2 separate regions of the Ovis aries genome follow, and region 1 is linked to region 2. Evidence: chromatin contacts called from public Hi-C data. All regions are on one chromosome and are shown on one strand. The core of a region is the stretch at or near the end of the contact, and the rest is flanking DNA. Distances in the headings are between cores, read along the strand shown.

What was found. A called contact is a pair of places that touch in the nucleus more often than the background predicts.
Region 1: a Hi-C map of skin fibroblasts shows a contact between it and region 2, with 3 times the contacts expected there. The contact joins the promoter of AKAP13 here to the enhancer-like site in region 2. A contact is called at or near these places in 5 of 16 Hi-C or Micro-C datasets (blood, mesenteric adipose tissue, skin fibroblasts and 1 more).

Annotation. Positions count from the first base shown.
Region 1 is chr18:15,616,636-15,621,861 of ARS-UI_Ramb_v3.0, forward strand. AKAP13 (A-kinase anchoring protein 13) reads left to right here and starts at 2,020. Exons shown (of 39, transcript XM_060402005.1): 1 at 2,020-2,223.
Region 2 is chr18:15,565,863-15,570,850 of ARS-UI_Ramb_v3.0, forward strand. No RefSeq gene overlaps it. Among named protein-coding and RNA genes, the nearest start is that of TRNAY-GUA, 46 kb to the right of the region's middle. Within about 2 kb of position 1,564, at least 41 of the 54 cell types and tissues checked have an H3K27ac peak or open chromatin away from gene starts, as enhancers often do.

The DNA of each region.
Region 1 (5,226 bases), core at 770-3,269, 51 kb after region 2:
CTAGGTTGGTCATAGCTTTTCTTCTACGGAGAAAGCGTCTTTTACTTTCATGGCTACAGTCACCGTCTGCAGTGATTTTGGAGCCCCCCAAAATAAATGGTGTTTATTTATTACTGCCTGTATGGGAGACAGAGCCTCCGGCCCACTATCGCTGCAGCTCCGGGCTCTTTCTTCTCCTCCAATCTCAGCAGGGGCGTCAGGAATGGGCCCCAACAGCCTCGGGCCTCACACCCTGTGCCATCAGGTGTTTTAATGGTGTTTAAAAAAATAAAAGTCTCTCACTGTTTCCCCCATCTATTTGCCATGAAGTGATGGGACCGGATGCCATGATCTTCAATTTTTGAATGTTGAGTTTTAAGCCAGCCTTTTCACACTCCTCTTTCACTTTCATCAAGAGGCTCTTTAGTTGTTCTTCGCTTTCTGCCATAACGGTGGTGTCATCTGCATATCTAAGGTTATTGATATTTCTCCCAGCAATCTTGATTCTAGCTTGTGCTTCATCTAGCCCAGCACTTCGCTTGATGTACTCTGCATTTAAGTTAAATAAGCAGGGTGACAATATACAGACTTGATAGTACTCCTTTCCCAATTTGGAACCAGTCTGTTGTTCCATGTGGGGTTCTACAGTTGCTTCTTGACCTGCATACAGATTTCGCAGGAGGCGTTTTCCTTCCCAGGGATTTGGGGTGGGGAAAGCTTGGGTGGGGCGAGGGCTGGTGAGAAGCCGACTGGCCGGCCTCAGATTGCTGGGGCCTAGGACAGGACGGCGCAGGGTGTGGGGCCAGAGGCGGTTGGGGCCCTTTCCTGACGCCCCCGCCGAGACTGGAGGAGAAGAAAGAGCCCGGAGCTGCAGCGATAGAGGGCCAGAGGCTCTGTCTCCCATACAAACAGGAAGTATCCACAAAATCCCCACTCTGGTAGGAACTTGACTAGATCAGGGTTTCACAAAAGATAGTCGCTTGCATCTTCACATTTTTGTGGGGCATATCGTTTGTAAGTATTTTAAGTTGATATAAAAATATGAATATGTGTAAAAGTACACTAATCTTCATTGTACACTGGATGAATTTTCACCGTCTAAGTCTATACCTTTGTTATCTACCATCCAGATCAAAATACCAAACGTACCCAGCACCCGCCCTACACTTTCCAGCCAATAATGCTTCTCTCTCTAGGTAACCACTGTTCTTGCCTTGATTACAATCAATTTGCACATCTCTGAACTTATATCAAGTTCATATAAAGTGTGTCCATTTTTTACGTAAAGTTTTTCTCTAAGTAGATTCATTTTTATCTAAGAAACAACATAAATGAAATAATCGTTTGATGTGATAGGTGTTTCTCCCCAATATACACTAAAACGCACAACTTGCAAAATGAGCTTCTTCGTGTACCAAGAGACCACATTTTGTTTCTCAAAAGCGACCAGATGATTTTTTATGTCCTTGCAACTTGAAGATTTGCGGTGAAAAGCCCAAAGTTCACGGAATACCCTGTCACAATCCCGATGCCATCATACGCCAGCGACCCATCTAACTAAAACACTTGTTGAATACCTAGCAGCGACTCTCAAAGGCACTGCGCTCCACTCTCTGGAAAAGACCCCACTTTCTGATTTCAAGGGGAGGGAAAGAGAAGAGTAAATCATCTCAGGGTGTGTTATGGTAAGTGCTGCCGCTCAGGTGAGCACCCTGACACAGAGGAAGGGCGGTTTCCGGAGTCAGGGAGCAGAGGAGAGGGTGGGTGAGCATATCAGTCGGCACCTCCACCAGCCACCCGACTTTGATCACTTCGCCGGAGCGCAGCAGCTGCCGTCAACCTCAGCCTTCCTTAGCAACCTGAGGGGCCGCCCAGGCGCCTTCCTATTAGCCGGGAGGGGTTTGATGGGCAGCTCTGCCGCGCAACCCCGGCGCGCAGCTCCTGGCGCCGCGCTCACTCACGGCGGGCTCGGAGGCGTTACCGCCCCCTGGGTGTCCCGCCCACCTCCCTAGCGGCGCGCGGCGCATGCGCGGGCGGTTTGGGGCTGTGGGCAGGGCTAGCGCCGAGCCGGAGCAGCTGCGGAGAGGCTCCTGGGCTCCGCCGAGGTCGCCGCTCCCGCTCCTCGCTTCGGCCGCCGCAGTTTCCAAGCCGCCGCCGGGGGAGCGGCCGCTTATTGTCTTTCTCCGCGGCCAAGGTGCGGAGCTGCTCCAGCTCGGCCCGCGGGGGAGCCCCGGGCACCGCACGGTGAGAGCGCGATTGAACTCGGCGGAGTTGGGGGAAGTTTTGCGGTTAGAGGAGGGGTCGCGGCGGGGATCGCGGGCCGCTCCGGGAGGGGGCGCGGGGCTGCTGGGGTGCGGCCGGGGGCGCGCGCGGGCTGGGATGCATGGGCGCGCGGGATCGCCCCCCGGCTCCCCGCGCCTCAGCCCGGGCCCCCCATCACGCATTGTCTGCCCGGGGCCGCGGCGCGCCTCGCCGCTCCCGCAGCCCAACCCCGGGGCCGCCTCCGCTCCCGGGTTGGGGGGGCGCGGCCGGTCCCGCCCGGCTGCGATGGCCCCTTCCCGCGAGGCATCCCGGCGGGGCCCGGACCTCCGGGTCGGCTCCTCCGGGAGCGGGGGCCGCAGTCGCCCCCCGCCCCCGGGAGCTGCGGCTGCTCCGCGGGTCCCACCGGTCCGGGTGCCGGCGAACAAGTGCCGAGGACTCGAGGGAGCGGCTCTCGGGGGCTGCGGCGAGCGGTAAACACGCCGGGCCGGGCCGGCCTCGCGGGGGCGCCCTGGGCGCCTGCTCCCGGGGGCGCGGCCGGGGCGCCCGCGCGGGTCGGAGACGTGCAGCCCGGGGGGGACCCGCCTTGGGACCGTGGCCTGGGCTCCGCTCTTGTCGAGTTCAAGTGCAGCCAAACTTTGAAACCAAAGAATACTTTTTTTTTTTTGGTAAATACCACTTACTGAACCCCTTTTCCTTCCCCCCTCTTCCCCCCCCACCAAAGTCAACCAGTAGGTTAAACTTTTAAATAAATATGGGGGAAGTCCTCAAGAGTTTTTCTATCAGAAGAAAGGATAGGGTTTTGTTTTTTTTTGGTAATAGTGCTTAGAACAAAATGACTCCGTAGCATTTAGTTTTCTAGATCTTAACTGTGAACTCAGAAGTTCACAAATGTAAGTTGGATTGAGCAATACTTGGTGTTCAGTCTGAGCTTTTTAACACTCCTCAGTGAAGTTATTTTGAGAGTTTGTTGCCGCAGGCATACGGAACTAAAGTAAAAAACAGTGCCTTTTTTTCTCGTTCAGCAACCCCCTCCCCCGTTTTATTTTCATAAGTGACTTTTTCTATTTTTTTTTTTTAAATCGTTGGATCCCCCAGATCAGGATAAACGCTGGAAAAATCACTTGGAAGAATCGTTTTCAGCAAGTTTGTAAAGGAACTGTGATAAATCATTGTTACAGTCCCGTAGCCTTCCGTGGTCTCTTGGGGATTTGCAGACGGCAAGCCCTGTTGTCAAGCTTTGGGTGCTTCGTTCTGCTGAATTCAGTTCATTTGGCTTATGAAGTCAGAATGATTCTGTTTAAATCCCCACGGTGGATCCAGCATAAATGTCTGTCAAATTGCGTGGTGGAAGAAAATGACCAGAATGTGTTTCTATCCATTGTTTTGTATTCCTTTGCCGTCTGTTAAATTAACAAGTAAACTTCGAACCAAACACCGTGCGGGTCAGTTTGCCTTTGGATTGGTTTCTCCTGCTGAGTGACCGATGTGAGGTGTGCCCTGGGTTTTTCTGGTTTCTTTGGCCTCATTTTGCAACTGTGTTCACCTGCCAAAGCTAAAGAAAAATGTCCTGATGGCATAAGCTTGGATTTTTGAAGTACAGCCACAAGGTTGGTTTTAGGAGTCATAATCCTTGCCCTTTGGGTTTTCCTTCCCAAAGTTGTGCAGCTTTAGATGGCTTGTATGTAGGGGGTGGGGTGGGGGCTGGGAGGAGGGGTTGACAGAGGTTGAAAGGAGTTGTCAGGGAGGGACAAAATGTAAACAAACACTGCTTAGAACCTTAAGTGACAAGCAGATCAGTTCCTCTGCCTCTCTGATAGCATGTTATACATATCTTTTTTAAGGGTTTCTTGCACTTTATTTTTTTTAAATCTTTTTTTTAGGGTTTCTTGCACTTCATTTTTTTTTGCCTAACGACTAGTTACTGCATATGTAATATAAATGGACTCCTTTTCCAGCCTGTTGACTCCGCAGGGCTGTGATGAGTCTCAGCTGTGTGCCTCTTTGCCCAGGAGTCTTAGCACAGGTGCTCAGGAGGTATTTGTATTGGGCGAAGTGGCTTGATTGGTACTTCACCCAAACATGGGACCCAGAGAACCACTGAACCTGAGGACTCGTTCACGGTGACAGCTTACTTGCAGGCCTGTAATGCGATTTACTGTACTTCATACAAGGATGTCTGACCTTTCCTGTTAACCCGTTAATTACTTCTTGAAAAGAATCGAGGTTTAAATCGTGTGCTGTGGATTTTGTAAAGTGGTTTCTGATTGGGGAAATTTCTCCCTTTTTTGTTGAAATGGCTAAGACTGCCCGGCACATCCATTCATTCACTCCCCTGCCTGTTTATACCTCTGTTGTGACCTGGGGAGGTAGCACAGTGTAGAAGAACGCACATTCTTTGGAATTAGGTAAATTTGAATTCAAATCCCCACCCTTCCGTTGATTAGGTGGGTAGCCTTGACCTGGGTAGGCAGGTCCCTTATCCCCTCTGAGCTTCGGCTTCCTACCGTGTAAGGTATAGTAACATACTTTAGAGCCTTCTTAGAAATAAATGAAGCTGTGTGATGATCGTCATAGTATGCCTGCTATCTGGTAGCTGTAATGACAGTGATTTGGGTACTTTTTTGAATGATTTAAAGCATGTTTAAAAGTCTGATGCATCTGAGCATACTGGTTTCTCTGTTTTACATAAAGAGGGAACGCTTCTCAGGACACTCAAAACCGGTGCTGTGGGACAGCCCAGAGGGATGGGGTGGGGAGGGAGGTTGGGGGGGGGATTCAGCATGGGGGACACATGTCCACCCGTAGCTGATTCATCTTGATGTGTGGCAAAAACCACCACAATATTGTAAAGCTTTCAATTAAGATAAATTAATTTTTTTTTAAAAAGAAATGCACAGTGGCTGTTGTGAAATAATATGTGGTATTCCTACTGATAGTAATATATATAATTATTTGTTATGTTTTGATTTGTTAATTCTACAAAAG
Region 2 (4,988 bases), core at 314-2,813:
CACGAGCGTTCCGTCCTTTTGTTCCTATTTTTCCGCCACCTCACCATTCTAAGGGTGGTGTCCGGAGCAGCAGAATCGGCACCACCTGGCGTCTCCTTAGAACTATAGAATCTCAGCCCTCCCCAGACCTTCTAACACAAAATCTGCATTTTATCAAGATCCTCCAAGTGACCCGTATGTACATTCATGTTTCAGAAGTACTGCTCTAGGGTTTCCAACAGGCAAAATAAAACTGCAAAGTGAACAGCTGCAAAACAGATGCAAAGCAAATCACGTGGTGTAACATATGACTTCTCCAGGGGATTTATGACCCTCTGTGGACAGTAGCTGGTAATACAGAAAACAGACATTTGAAGTAAGAATATGCACAAAAATCAAAGCCAGGTTATATCTTTGTAATTGCCCTAAAAGGATCCATCTTGGGTTCAAGAAAATGTAGTACTTGTACCTTAAACAGTTTCATATACCCAGTGAGTATGCAAGCGTTTGGGTGGTTTTTTTTTGTCTTTTGTGGTTTTTTGTTGTTTCGTTTTTTGTTTTGTTTCTCAATAGGGAACAAAGATAGGGTTTACAATGATCTTCCAAAAAATCAGAGGATTTGATTTGATCGTTGTGTCCAGCACATTTCATAATACCAAAATTTTGTAACTATCGGCAGAAAAGAGTCACTGCTGCATGTTTTTAAATAACCTAGAAAATAGATTAAGGCGAATGGAAGCAGTTCAACTTCAGGTCCTCTCTCAACTTACTCAAACAGGCTTGCTTCACTCATTCAAGAAATATTAGGCCCCAGGATCCGTGCAGAGGAGGGCCTGAAGGCATGCAGCGACCGGTGCTGCAAAGCATTGCCTGAGATTAACGGCAGCAGACAGCCCCTGGATAACTTGAGGCGGAGAGGGGAACCGAGCTGGGAGAGGAGCCGGAGGAAGGGCGTGGGGAGGAGCTCTGGATGCAGCGTGGATAGGCGGGTGGAGCCCAGAGCGGCAGGCGAGGGGCGGGTGGGGTCCAGCCTGACTCACACGCTTGCCGACGGGACCCGCCACAACTCTGCCGGGTTAGGGTTTTCCGAGGACCACGTCACGCGGTCCCGCAGCCTCTTGCCCACGTACCCGCGGCAGAGTTGCACAGGACCCATCATGCACAAGGGTGTAGACTCGGGAGTGCAGGTGTAGGAGAGGCCGCTAGAGGCCGCGCGCGGTCCCTTCCCCGAGGAAGCGAAAGGGCCGGGCAAGCGTGTGTGCGGCTGGCTTTGTTCCGCCCAGCACTGCGGGTTCTGTCCTAACCTCCGAGCTCCGCTTGCGACTCTCGGCGTTGACCTGCGAACGATCACACACCAGTCTCGATGTCAGAGCACCCCGTGACCCCCGCATCACAAGACCGGGCTGGGGTGCTGGGTGGTCCCTCGGAGCCCCTCCTCCGGCTCCTGGCTCTCTTCCCAAGGCTTCCCTGGGGCAGAAAGCTTGATTCACTGATAACAGACTTCGGTCCCCTCACTTCAGGCAAGCGGCCTCCTTCCACCCCGCCCCCGCCCCCGGGGGAGGCACCTGAGCCCTGGGACTGCTCCCCAGGAAGTCAGGCAAGAGTTGACTACAAGCAGAGCCAGCCGATGGGGAAGAGACAAACCAACAAGGAAGTGAAGCAGAGGTTTCTAGAGGCTGCCCCGCCCAAAAGAGTGTTCAGGGGCCACTGAATTCTTTTTTTTTTTTTTTTTTTGTTTTTGCCACTGAATTCTTAAGGTCACCGATCATTTTTACTTGGAGAGCTACGACTCAGATACTAAGTCTCGACAAGGCAAGCAGGAGAAGGTTGCACCTAAATTGTTTCCTGAGAAATTCGGAGCCAGTGGCTCGCAGCTCTGCCCCAGAACAGAGAGAACCTTGGCACTCCCATAGGGAAGGAAGCTCACCCAACATTTGTGGGCACTCCTCCAAGCACTGGGCTTTCCACTTACTGTTGCTCAGGGACCTAGCAGGCCATGGAGGGCAAATGTAAATATCTTCATTGCCCTGAAGTCAACATCCAGACTGGAAGATGTTAAGTAAGTTTCCAGGATCAGCTGGTAACAAAGTGTCAGAGCTATAATGCTTGTTTATTTGATTTAATTTATAAACACTAATGGGTTTCCTAGGTGGTGCTAGGCGTGAAGAGTCCGCCTGCCAATGCAGGAGACACAAGAGATGTGGGTTCGCTCCCTAGGTTGGGAAGATCCTCTGGAGCAGGAAATGGCACGCCACTCCAGTATTCTTGCCCGGAAAATTCCATGGGCAGAGGAGCCTGACGGGCTCTGGGGTCACAGGGAATTGAACACAACTGAGCAATGAGCACAGCACATAAGCATATTATACAGTCACATCTTTCGAAATCATAAAGGCTAGAAAGAGATACAATAAAAAGTCTCTCGTCTAGTTAGGGAGTTGGGGATGAACATGTATACATTGCTATATTTAAAGTGGATAGCCAACAAGGACCTACTTATCGTCTAGCACAAGGAACTCTGCCCAATGTTACATGGCAGCCTGGATGGGAGGGGAGTTTGGGGGAGAATGGATACATGGATGTGTATGGCTGAGTCCCTTTGATGTCACCTAAAACTACCACAACACTGTTAATAGGCTGTATTCCAACATGAAATAAAAAGTTTAAAAAACACCTCATCCCCACTGACCCGCAAATGTCCAGTTGCCCTCATCTTGTCTATTTTGCCACATACACAGGTAACCGCTGTCGTGCGCTCCTTGTCGTAGAGGCACGTTCAGCATTTCTCTATACATATACCAGTTAATGAGAACTGTATAGACTTATTTTTCTCCCATGTGTACACAAGCGTGGTACACGATACCTATTGCTCTGTGCCTTGCTTCTTTCACTTCACAAATTACCTGGTAGATCTTCCCACATCAGTGCATGAAGACCTTCCTCATTCTTTTCCTTTTACAGCTGCACAATATTCCATTGTACAGACATACTACAGTTTAATTAACCAGGGCTTCATTCTTGCTTACTGGGTTGTTTCCAATGTTTTGCTACTGTAAAAGAAAAAAAATGTTGCAATGAATTTGTTTTCAGTTGCTAAGTCCTGTCTGACTCTGTGTCAAGAGGAGCCCACCAGGCTTCTCTTGTCCCTGAGGTTTTCCAGGCAAGAATACTGGAGGGGATTGTCATTTCCTTCTCAAGGGCATCTTCCCAACCCAGGGATTGAATCCATGTCTCCTGCATCGGCAGGCAGATTCTTTACCACTGAGCCACCAGGGAAGTCCTGCAATGAATAACTTTGTACCTACGTCATTTTGCACATGCCAGAGCCAGGAGCCCACATATTTCTAGCTCTAAGCAACCACTCCAAAGCTGACACAGGATCAATTATATGCCAGCTCTGATAGATAAATGCTCATATTTCTGTCTTCCCCCTAACCCCCAATCTTCCTATTTTCCTTTTCTCGTTGTGAAGCCTATTTGTATTTGCAACAGCTACAGAGAGTCCGGACAGAGAATACTTGCCATTTTATCTCTTTCTGTGGTTGCTTCATTTCATTCTTCAAATACCAAGGGTGACTGTAACTGGAGATAAAATCTGCAGATGTTGTTCTGCATAAACATGGAATTTCTGCTACCAGTTGGATCACACTGTTTCATACATGTGCCAGGCAAGTTCAAAGCTTGCATACCGCAGCCCACACCAGGCTTGAATCCCAGCTTGGAACTGGAAGGAGGATGAGCTTGAGGCAGTCTACTGCTGAGCGCCAGCATCCATCGTCATTTCTGGCTGTTGACTTAAAGGGACATGAAATGAACGAGGGCAACATCAGGGAGGCCCAAGGAAGACTGCCTTCCAGAAAAGATAAAATGCATCACCCAGCCTTTCATCCTCATCATCTGTGGTCATTTTGTCATCGCTTTTTATGTTTAGATTTCAGGTTTGCCTTTGAAGGTAGCTTTTTGTTTCTCAAAACAGGATATGGTGATTAGAGAGAGTACTGGGCAAGGTAGGTGGGGCAGGAAAAAGAGAAGGTGGGTTTTTTTATTAATGCATGTGACTCCAGCTATTGTCTGCATAGTTCACCAAGATGGGTTCACCCTGTTTCAGATGCAGTTTGAGCCAAGTCCTCGTTCTTAGGAGCTTACTGCACACCAGTAACTGTGTTGGTGAATGACAGAAGACCCAGATGCTCCGGTCTAAAAGGAAAGTCAGGCCCGTACCAGATATCGTCAGTGCAGAACAAGAGATCAAAGTGACGTCAGCCGTGGTGTAGTAGAGAAGTACGCCCAGAGTCTTATCGAGCTCAGAGAAGAGGCGCTTAACCCAGAGTAGGGAGATAGGGAGATGGGGCAGCAGTTCACGGAGACTTCTTTGGGGAAATGTTACTGAACAGAGTCCTGAGGAATAATAAGAGGAGCTCTAGCAAAGAACGTGAGCAGAGAAAACAGCGTAAGCAAAGGCCCAGACGAAGGAAGGAGTAGGGGCCCTATCAACCTGATGGAACTTTATGATTATTATTATTATTACTATTACTATTATTAATGTAGACCATTTTTTTAAAGTCTTTACTGAATTTTTTACAGTGTTGCTTCTATTTCATGTTTTGATTATTTTTGGCTGCGAGGCATGTGGGTTCTTAGCTCCCAACCAGGGATCGAACCTCCGGCCCCTGCATTAGAAGGAGAAGTCCTTACCACCGGACTGCCAGGGAAGTCCCTAAGTTTTTTGTTTGTTTGTTTTTTGTATTTTTTAAAATGGGATAGCAAGCTGGTAGCCCACATGGAGCAAGTTTCAAAGGTGAAAACTGAGATAAATTTGAACTCGATTCTACAGTCCTTAAATATTAGCCATTCCTTCTGTTCTTACCTTAATTGGATGGATCTTCAGCAATAAGCTCCCCCCAAATCTTCCCCAACCTCAGAACACGTCAGGCAGACAGAGTTCCAGGCAAGCCTTTCTCAACTGCCTCGGCCCTTCTGTCTCTTATCTCTGACCCGTGACTGTTTTCTTG